Regions from separate parts of the Rattus norvegicus genome. Here region 1 is linked to region 2. Evidence: chromatin contacts called from public Hi-C data. All regions are on one chromosome and are shown on one strand. The core of a region is the stretch at or near the end of the contact, and the rest is flanking DNA. Distances in the headings are between cores, read along the strand shown.

Region 1 (3,927 bases), core at 1,192-3,691, 39 kb after region 2:
TGCTTGCCTAACATGCATGAAGTCCTGGGTTTGATTCCCAGCACTGTGTAAAACCTGGCATGGTGTCATACACCTGGAATCCTAGCACTTGGGAGGTGGAGGCAAAAGGATCAGAAGTTCAAGGTCATCCTTAGTTACAGAAGAAGTTCAAGGGCAGCCTGGCGAGGCTCATCTCCGTCACGTTCAGCTGAGGGCAAGCTTTTGGGTGGCAACTGGACTCTGTTTTAGATTCTACCCTTTGGTGAGTAGCAAAGTCTTAGATGTTACAACTTCCCAAATAAACTTGTAGAAGTTGGGCCAGGCCAAGCACTGTAGAGCCTCCTGCAAGCAGGCTCTCCTGGCAAGTGAATGATGGATTGTGGGTTCCGGCCGACCCCGAGCTGACTCCTAGAGATGTTTGCTAAAAGTGCTTCTGGCTCTGTTGTGACATGTGTTCTTGGAGGCCTGCCATCTGGGCAGGGAAAGCCAAGCTTTATAGATCCGTGTAGCTTTTTAGAGTATGGCAGAAAACCAGGCACCCACCCCCTGTCCCTCAACAATCCTTAGACACAGGATTCCTGCCTGGCAGTGTGTGAGTGCAGCCAAGAAACGAGAGGTGTAGGACAGCCTGCTTGCGTTGTTCTTGAGTACAATGGTTATCCAGAAAGACCCACCCACCTCTGTGAATCCAGGGGCCCACTTAGACATGGGTAGCTACCACACAGAAGTCAAGTGAGAGGCAAGGTAGAGGTGGAGCTCAGAATCCAAGAGCCAATGTGCAGAGGATGCTGTGCAATCCTAGTTTAATTTTAATTAAGTTAATATTAACTGCAGACAGTGGCCCAGTGCCACCATTCACTGTTCCAGGAAATGGGCTTTTGGTTTAATCCTCAGAAGGCTTGTGGTACTGTCAGCAATCCTGTGTTACAAACAGGGAAACCGAGGCTGGAGGGACCAAGTGATCTTTTGAGTGTCATAGTGAGTGGAGCTGGCCTCCCAGTGTGAGACTCAAACACCTTAGAGCTATGGAGTTGGGGACTTTTTTTCAATGCTCAATTTGGTCTCCTCGCTGCCAGATGGGGAACTTCATATATCAACTAGATATTGGTCCTACAAAGGAGAACCTAGAGCACTAGAGAGGGGGCAGGAAGCTCCTGGGGTGTAGAATTTAAGGAGGGACTCATTCTGGCGGGTGTGAGTGCCCGGGTGTTGGCTAAGTGCCTTACCCTGTCTCAAGCTCTGCTTCTATGTTGTGAGCAGTGGCTGTGACATCACTTATCCATTTAACTTGACATTCCGAGGTAAAGAACTGCCAGGGAGGCTGATATGGAGTTTGGGGACCTGAAACCCCAATATAAAGATCTCTGCTCACACCATTCCTGCAGGGGTCCCAGCAGTTACTGGATGAAGATGGCCTGGTAGAAACCTGGGCTGGTGCTTCCAGAACAGGACTGTCTGCTGTGGGTCAATGGGAAATGAAATGGGCAGATGACAGGGGATGATCCTGGGGAAAGAGTTTGTTCCTCAGGATGCATAGGAGCCTGGACTGAGTGACTTGTCCCAAAGTCAAAGATAATCTGCCTGCTTTAGTGGCAAAATTCTCCTTCCAGGGACAGGCCACCTTTCCCAAGTGTGGGACTCCTCACTTCAAGGGAAGGAAACACCTCACCACCCCCACTTCTTGCAAACGGGGAAGCAGGAGTGAGCCTCTCACATCTTGGAGAGGAGTTGGGGTTTTCTGTGACATTCCCAATGGCCAGTTGTTCCCACCACCTGGACAGGACCCACTAGAAGCACTGTGTGGTGTAGTCTAAGGTGTCACATTAGATTGAAGTCTTCCAGGTGACTCTGGGGGCAGTGCCAGGCCTCTGACACCCTGTCATTAACATGCACCCTCCCCTCCCGCCCCCATCGAGTCCCCTGTTTGAAGACCAGCCTTTGGAGTTGACCATAGCATGGCACCTTTTTGCTCTGGGGCCTGGATATTTGCACTTTACCCTGTGCAGCTCAGAGTAGCGTGTTCTGCACATTGAGTTCTTTGCTTCTCTTGCTTTCCCTGGGTGTTTGTCCTCAGCTTGTTAAAAGCTCAGTTTGGGGGCATATTCCTTGATTCCTTCCATTGTGAGCTGGCTTCCCCAGCCAGAGCGGCTTCAAAGAACAGGGGCAGAGGCTACGCTGACCGCTTGGTCGGAAGAAAAAAAGGGGAGCCGGGAAGAGAAAGAGGGGTAAAAAAAAAGGAAGAGCTACAGAAAAGAAGGAGCGGGAAAAACGGTAAAAGAACGAAAACGGGTGGATGCAGAGTAGGGAAGTGAGAAGAGAGCAGAAGGAATTAAAGGAGGCAACTGGCAGAGAGAAAGCCAGGAAAAAGAGCGAGGGAACGAGCGCGATCGCAGGGTCTGAAAGGAGGTGGGAGGGAGAGGGAGAGAGGAGGGAGGAGGGAAGAGGGAGGGGCCGAGGGACGCAGGGGGTGGGGGCTGCCGTGGCAGCAGTCGCAGCGGCTCCAGCCTCCTGCTTGCTCACTCGTTCTCAGTGCCCGGAGCCGGCTTCCCGGCTCGGGGCGGTTCGCAGCTCCCGCTCCTGCCTGGGGACCTGAAACCGCTCCGGCTCCGGGGGATAGGATCGTGCGACTGGCTGGCCCAAGCCCTGGGCGCGCCGTGGAAGCAGGTAAATGGCTGGGTGGGGTCCGCGGGGACCCGGAGCCTCGGAGCACTGTGGGTGCATTGGGCCGGGGTGTGGGTTCCTGTCCAGGGGAGGGGGCTTTGCAGCGTGGCGACTAACTTTCCACTAGCTCCGTGGGTCCGTAGACTGCCCTGGCCAGGTCCGGGCTCTGGAAGGCGAGTTTGGCGAGGGGCAGAAGGTGGATGGCTGAGCTTGGGGGAGCGCCCGGGGGGTCTATGCGAGACGTGGAGAGCCTCGGCTGGGCCAGGCGCGCGTCCTCCGGCCGCAGTCAGGACGCAGCGGCCGCCGCGCCTCCACGTGCGGGGGAAGACCCGAGAGTCGCGGTGCGGGTGTCCAGAAGAAGGAACCTGCCAGCTCTGCATGAATCTGGGGTCTCCCGGCCGAGAGCCATTCTAGATGTGCTGGACCTTCGCCCCGCGCCGCGTCCTTCCGATCCGGGTCGGGACGCAGAGCTGCGGGGCCGCGCGCAGGTCCCCGCGGAGCCCAAGCCCAGCCGGTGCCACGCGCAACGTGAACTCACTCTCTTTTTTTTCCTGATCCTGTCTACCCACTTTCACCGAAGGAATCCCGGACACTCTGCAGTCCCGCAGGTCGTCCCTGATGACATACCTCCGACCCTTGGTGGAGACCCCAACACCCAAAGTTAAAAGAGAAGCGAGTCCCTCCTCCTGCGCTCGTGGGTGGCTGTCCCGAAGTTCCTAACTTCGCTCCCAATCGCGAGCAGTAGTGTTGTAGATGGGGTCACAGTGGTCCTAGCGGCAACCCTGCGCAGCCACCTTCCTCTAAGACTTGATTTAGTCTCTTAATTTTTTAGGGGGGAAAAAGGACTTAAAAATAGGTAAAACCGTTCCTTCCCGGATCAAGGTCGAGAGTGGGACGGAGTCACCATCCGTCTGTAGTCTGGGAGCGCTGGGTTTCCGCCTAGCGGGTCCCGGAGCCTTCGAACCCCAGCTGCTTTTTCCTGGAACTGACTCCCACGCTCCATCCCACTGTCGTAGCGTCTCAGAATCCGTCCCCATGAGTGCCTGCTGCGAGGCCAGCCGGCCTCCTTCCGGGCTGGTGATGCTCTCGAGAAAACCGGTCCAAGTGACTGGGATCAGATTCTCCCACGCATGGTCCCTCTCGGAGCCCATAAAGCAGGGCCTCCCGCAGGTTGGAAGATGCTTACCAGGGGGGTAGGGCTTCCCGCCTTCCCAGCTCTCTGTGGCAAGGATACTTGTGCCCGTGCATCCGCGCCCATCACTCTCCTGGGGGAAACTGGGGATAATG
Region 2 (3,948 bases), core at 2-2,501:
CCTGGGCTGGATAAAAAGAGGGTGAGCTGAGTACTGTCATTCACCTCTCTCCGTTCCTCACTGCTGCCACCTATGCTGCCACCTCACACTCTGACACCACGGCTTCCCTGTCAGGAAGGACAACACCTTTGATCTGGGAGCTCAAGCAAACCCTTTCTCCCTTAGGTTGTTTTTTTTTTAAGCGTATTTGATCACAAAGACAGACCCCAATCTGCCCCCTCTTGCCATGGTGTACTGCTTCACCTCAGACTAAAGACAGAGAGTCAGCCAATCATGAACTGAAACCACGAGCCCAAATCACTTTTTGCTATCTGAGTTGTTTCTCTAGGGGATTTGTCACAGTGATGAAAAGCTGACTGTCACAAATGTTTGTGTGTTGTTTGGATTTGCTTCCCAGGACTGCTGTGTCAAACTACAACAAACTTGGGAAAACAGATTTATTCTGCCATGGTTCTGGAGGCCAGAAACCCAAAGTCCGGCAGGACTCTCTCCAGAGGCTGCATCCGTTGGGCAGCTTGTCTGTCATCCAGGGCCAGTGGGGATGGGAGGGGGAAGTGACAGGAGAGGCAGTGAGGAGGAGTAGAGGGGATTGCCCAAGTACTTCTCCCAGCACAGGAAGAACTTCAGACTTAAATCTCCTTGAGGCCAAACATGGACGTCAGGGAAATTCTACTGACAACTCTCAAAGGACAAGGTGTGAGCAACACAGTGAACAGGTGGAGCTTGTCTGTGGGGCTTCGAGAAAGACAAGTGTTTCAAGAGTCGGTTTGTGTAATTCAGAATTCTGATACTGAGGGCTGAAGGCACGGCTTAGTCTGGAAAGAACTTGCCATGCAAACACAAGGACCTGGGCTAGAAACCATGTAGAAAACAACCTGGGTGTGCTTGTGATCCCAGGGATAGGAAGGCAGAGAAAGAGCCACATTTCTGGGGCTTGTTGGCTAGCCAGTCTGGTCTAGTTGGCTAATGAGAGGCCTTGCCTCAAAATATGACAATCAAGATTGTCCTCTGACCTCAAAACATACACATACATGTACTTGTACACACATATGTATCTACCATCCACCCATGAATGACAGAGGTGGGGAAGGAGATTTTGGGCACCAAACCAAAAAATAATCTCCTCAATTGAACTCTTGCAAGTCTGCCCATGGTCACTCCATTTAATTAGGTTGAGAGTCCAAGTGTCAGGAAGCCAGGTAGCAATTCCAGATGAGCCACGGGTGGCCTGATCGAGGGTCAGCTTGGCTAATACTTAGCCTAGTGCTATGCCGGATCACCAGGGTAGTAGCTGCAGCTTAGCACCTAAGCAGTCAGTAAAGGGGACCAAGTAGTCAGTGACTCAAATCTCTCAAGGTGTCCAGTCAGTAGTACCACTGACCCTGGGTGACAGATAAGCGCTCGAAGGATGCAAGCAAGCCGTCAGTGGATGAGGTAGTTCTAAGATCTATGGGCTGCTCCAGAGGCCCTCAGCCACCATATGACTGGCTCAAGCCCCACATGTTCAGTTAGAGGGTAACCCATAACTCTCTCGGTTCCTGCTGATGGGTTGTGAGTAGCTCTAACTCTAGAGGACCAGTGAGCAGCTTAAGACCTGGCAACAGTACCAACAATTAGCCCAAGTGCGCAGCTATCTGAAGGGCCGGTTGAGAGTGTCCCTTGCCTCTTCTAGCTGCTGAGGCTGCCAGGACTCTTCCACTGAGGCTATACCGGTCTCATAGTCACGGTGCATCCTTCTCTTCTGTGTGTCTTTTGCCTGTGTGTTTCTGTGTGTGTGCGTGTGTATACACAAATATGCTTGGGCACAGGTACAGAGGTCAGAGCGGGATGTGGAATGGCTTCCTCTTCCACTGTAATCCCTAGAGACAGAGTCTCTCACTGAACTGAGAGTTCACCATGCCCTGGCTAGGTTGGATGGCCAGAAAGCCCCTGCAGTGTGCCTACCTTACTGCCTAGTGCTTGGTTTACAGGCATTTGTCCACACCTAGTTTTTACATGGGTGCTCGGGGTTTGAACTTGGGTCCTCATGCTGGTGCAGCAAGTGTTCTTTATCTGCTGAGCCACTTCCCTGGCTCATTTGCCTTGTTTTTTTGTTTTTTGTTTGTTTTGTTTTGTTTTTTTGTTTTTGTTTTTTTTGTTTTTTTGTTTTTTGTTTTGTAAAGGCATCCCCTGCCAGGACAACCCAGCTTAATCTCTTCATCGCAACATCCTTAACTTAATTGTATCTGCCAAGACCCTTGTTCAAATTAGGACATGTCCACAGACTCCAGGGATAAGGACAGGGACACATACACATGAGGTATTTAATCTACTGTGCCTGTATAATGAAAAAAAATTAAAAATATAGAAAAATAAGTCAATGACAATGATTACTTTTGGGGGCATTTTAAATTTGCTACAGTGAACTCATATCATATTTAAATGGATCTGGGCATGGTGGCACATACTTGCAATTCCAGCATTCAGGAGGTAAAAGGCAGGAAGATTGGGGCTGGGGATTTAGCTCAGTGGTAGAGTGCTTACCTAGGAAGCGCAAGGCCCTGGGTTCGGTCCCCAGCTCCGAAAAAAAGAACCAAAAAAAAAAAAAAAAAAAAAAAAAAAAAAAGGCAGGAAGATTTGAAGTCTAGGAAATCCTGCATAGGAAGATCAACATCAACTTTGACAGCATAGGAGACGCCATCTGAAAAAATTCACTACCAACAACGAATCAGAAACCACAGAACAATAATAGTGAGGCTGGAATGAATGCTAAGACGACAACAAAAGCAAAACACGGGGGACGTCCAAACTTCCGCAAACCCCATAAACACCTACCTGTGACAGATCAGAAGGTTAATGGAGGGGACTTCAGAGAGGGGCTCAGTTGCTAAAGTGTCTGCCACACAAGTATGAAAGTGTGGGTTCAGATCCCCAGCATGGCTGAAGTCTCAGCTCTGGGAAGGTGGAGACAGGATCTCTGTAGGTTGCTGGCCACTCATCCCAGCAAAATTAGTGAGCTTCAGGTTTATCGAGAGACCTAGCTTCAAACAATAAGGCGCATGTGTGGTGTGGCGGTCCACAGAGGGCTCAGCAGTTAGGTGAACTTGCTGCTTTTGCAAAGGACCTAGGCTTGGCTCCTAGCCCCCACCTGGTGGCCCACAATCATTTGTACTTACAGTTCTGGGGGATCTGATGCCCTCCTCTGACCAGGAATATACATGGCACACATACGTACACGCAGGCAAAATATTCACACTCATAAAATAAATCAATATAAAAGTGATTTAAAAAATAAAGGCAGGGTTGGGGATTTAGCTCAGTGGTAGAGCACTTGCCTAGGAAGCGCAAGGCCCTGGGTTCGATCCCCAGCTCCAAAAAAAAAAGAACCAAAAATAAATAAATAAATAAATAAATAAAGGCAGGAAGAGACTGAGGAGGACACCAAACTTTAACCTCTGGCCTCCACATGTAGGGCTTATATCCTCAAAGTCAGTTTTGGAGCCAGAAGGGGACAGCTTCAGAGCCAGGTACCCTTTGTCAGCTTTGGGTTCTTAGTGCCACAGTTACATGAAACTTCTCCATGCCAAGAAGAGCCTTGTCCTGGGACGAGTGCCCAGGATGAGCCACCCACCTCCCTAGAAGTGAGGAAAACACTTGTCTGGTGTTAACTTATCGAAATAAAAATACTTTCTCTCCCAACCAGTAACCTCACGAAGCATGGGTGATGTGTCTTGTTTGTCGGGATTGTGTTGAAAAATCTTTGCAATTTTCACATACAAATTTGGGACTTGGCTTTTCCTGATTGGTACATTCGGCTTGTTGCCTACCGAGACTGGAGGGTGGCCGACCCTATGGAAGGGCTACGTGCCGCACAGTGTCTGTCCTTCCCCATTTTCCCATGCCTGTCCCCTCTCCTGCCTTTGCACCACACCTTGGCCACTGAAGGCATTTGTGCAGTTTGCAAACCCA

What was found. A called contact is a pair of places that touch in the nucleus more often than the background predicts.
Region 1: a Hi-C map of kidney shows a contact between it and region 2, with 2.4 times the contacts expected there. The contact joins the promoter of Megf11 here to the enhancer-like site in region 2. A contact is called at or near these places in 6 of 12 Hi-C or Micro-C datasets (the A7r5 cell line, Schwann cells, kidney and 1 more) and 1 of 1 datasets of contacts at active chromatin or transcription factors (oligodendrocytes).

The regions. Positions count from the first base shown.
Region 1 is chr8:73,785,127-73,789,053 of GRCr8, forward strand. Megf11 (multiple EGF-like-domains 11) reads left to right here and starts at 2,442. Exons shown (of 22, transcript XM_039082458.2): 1 at 2,442-2,643.
Region 2 is chr8:73,746,835-73,750,782 of GRCr8, forward strand. No RefSeq gene overlaps it. Among named protein-coding and RNA genes, the nearest start is that of Dis3l, 13 kb to the left of the region's middle. Within about 2 kb of position 1,252, at least 1 of the 93 cell types and tissues checked has an H3K27ac peak or open chromatin away from gene starts, as enhancers often do. A contact at or near this core is called in kidney, where this site is marked.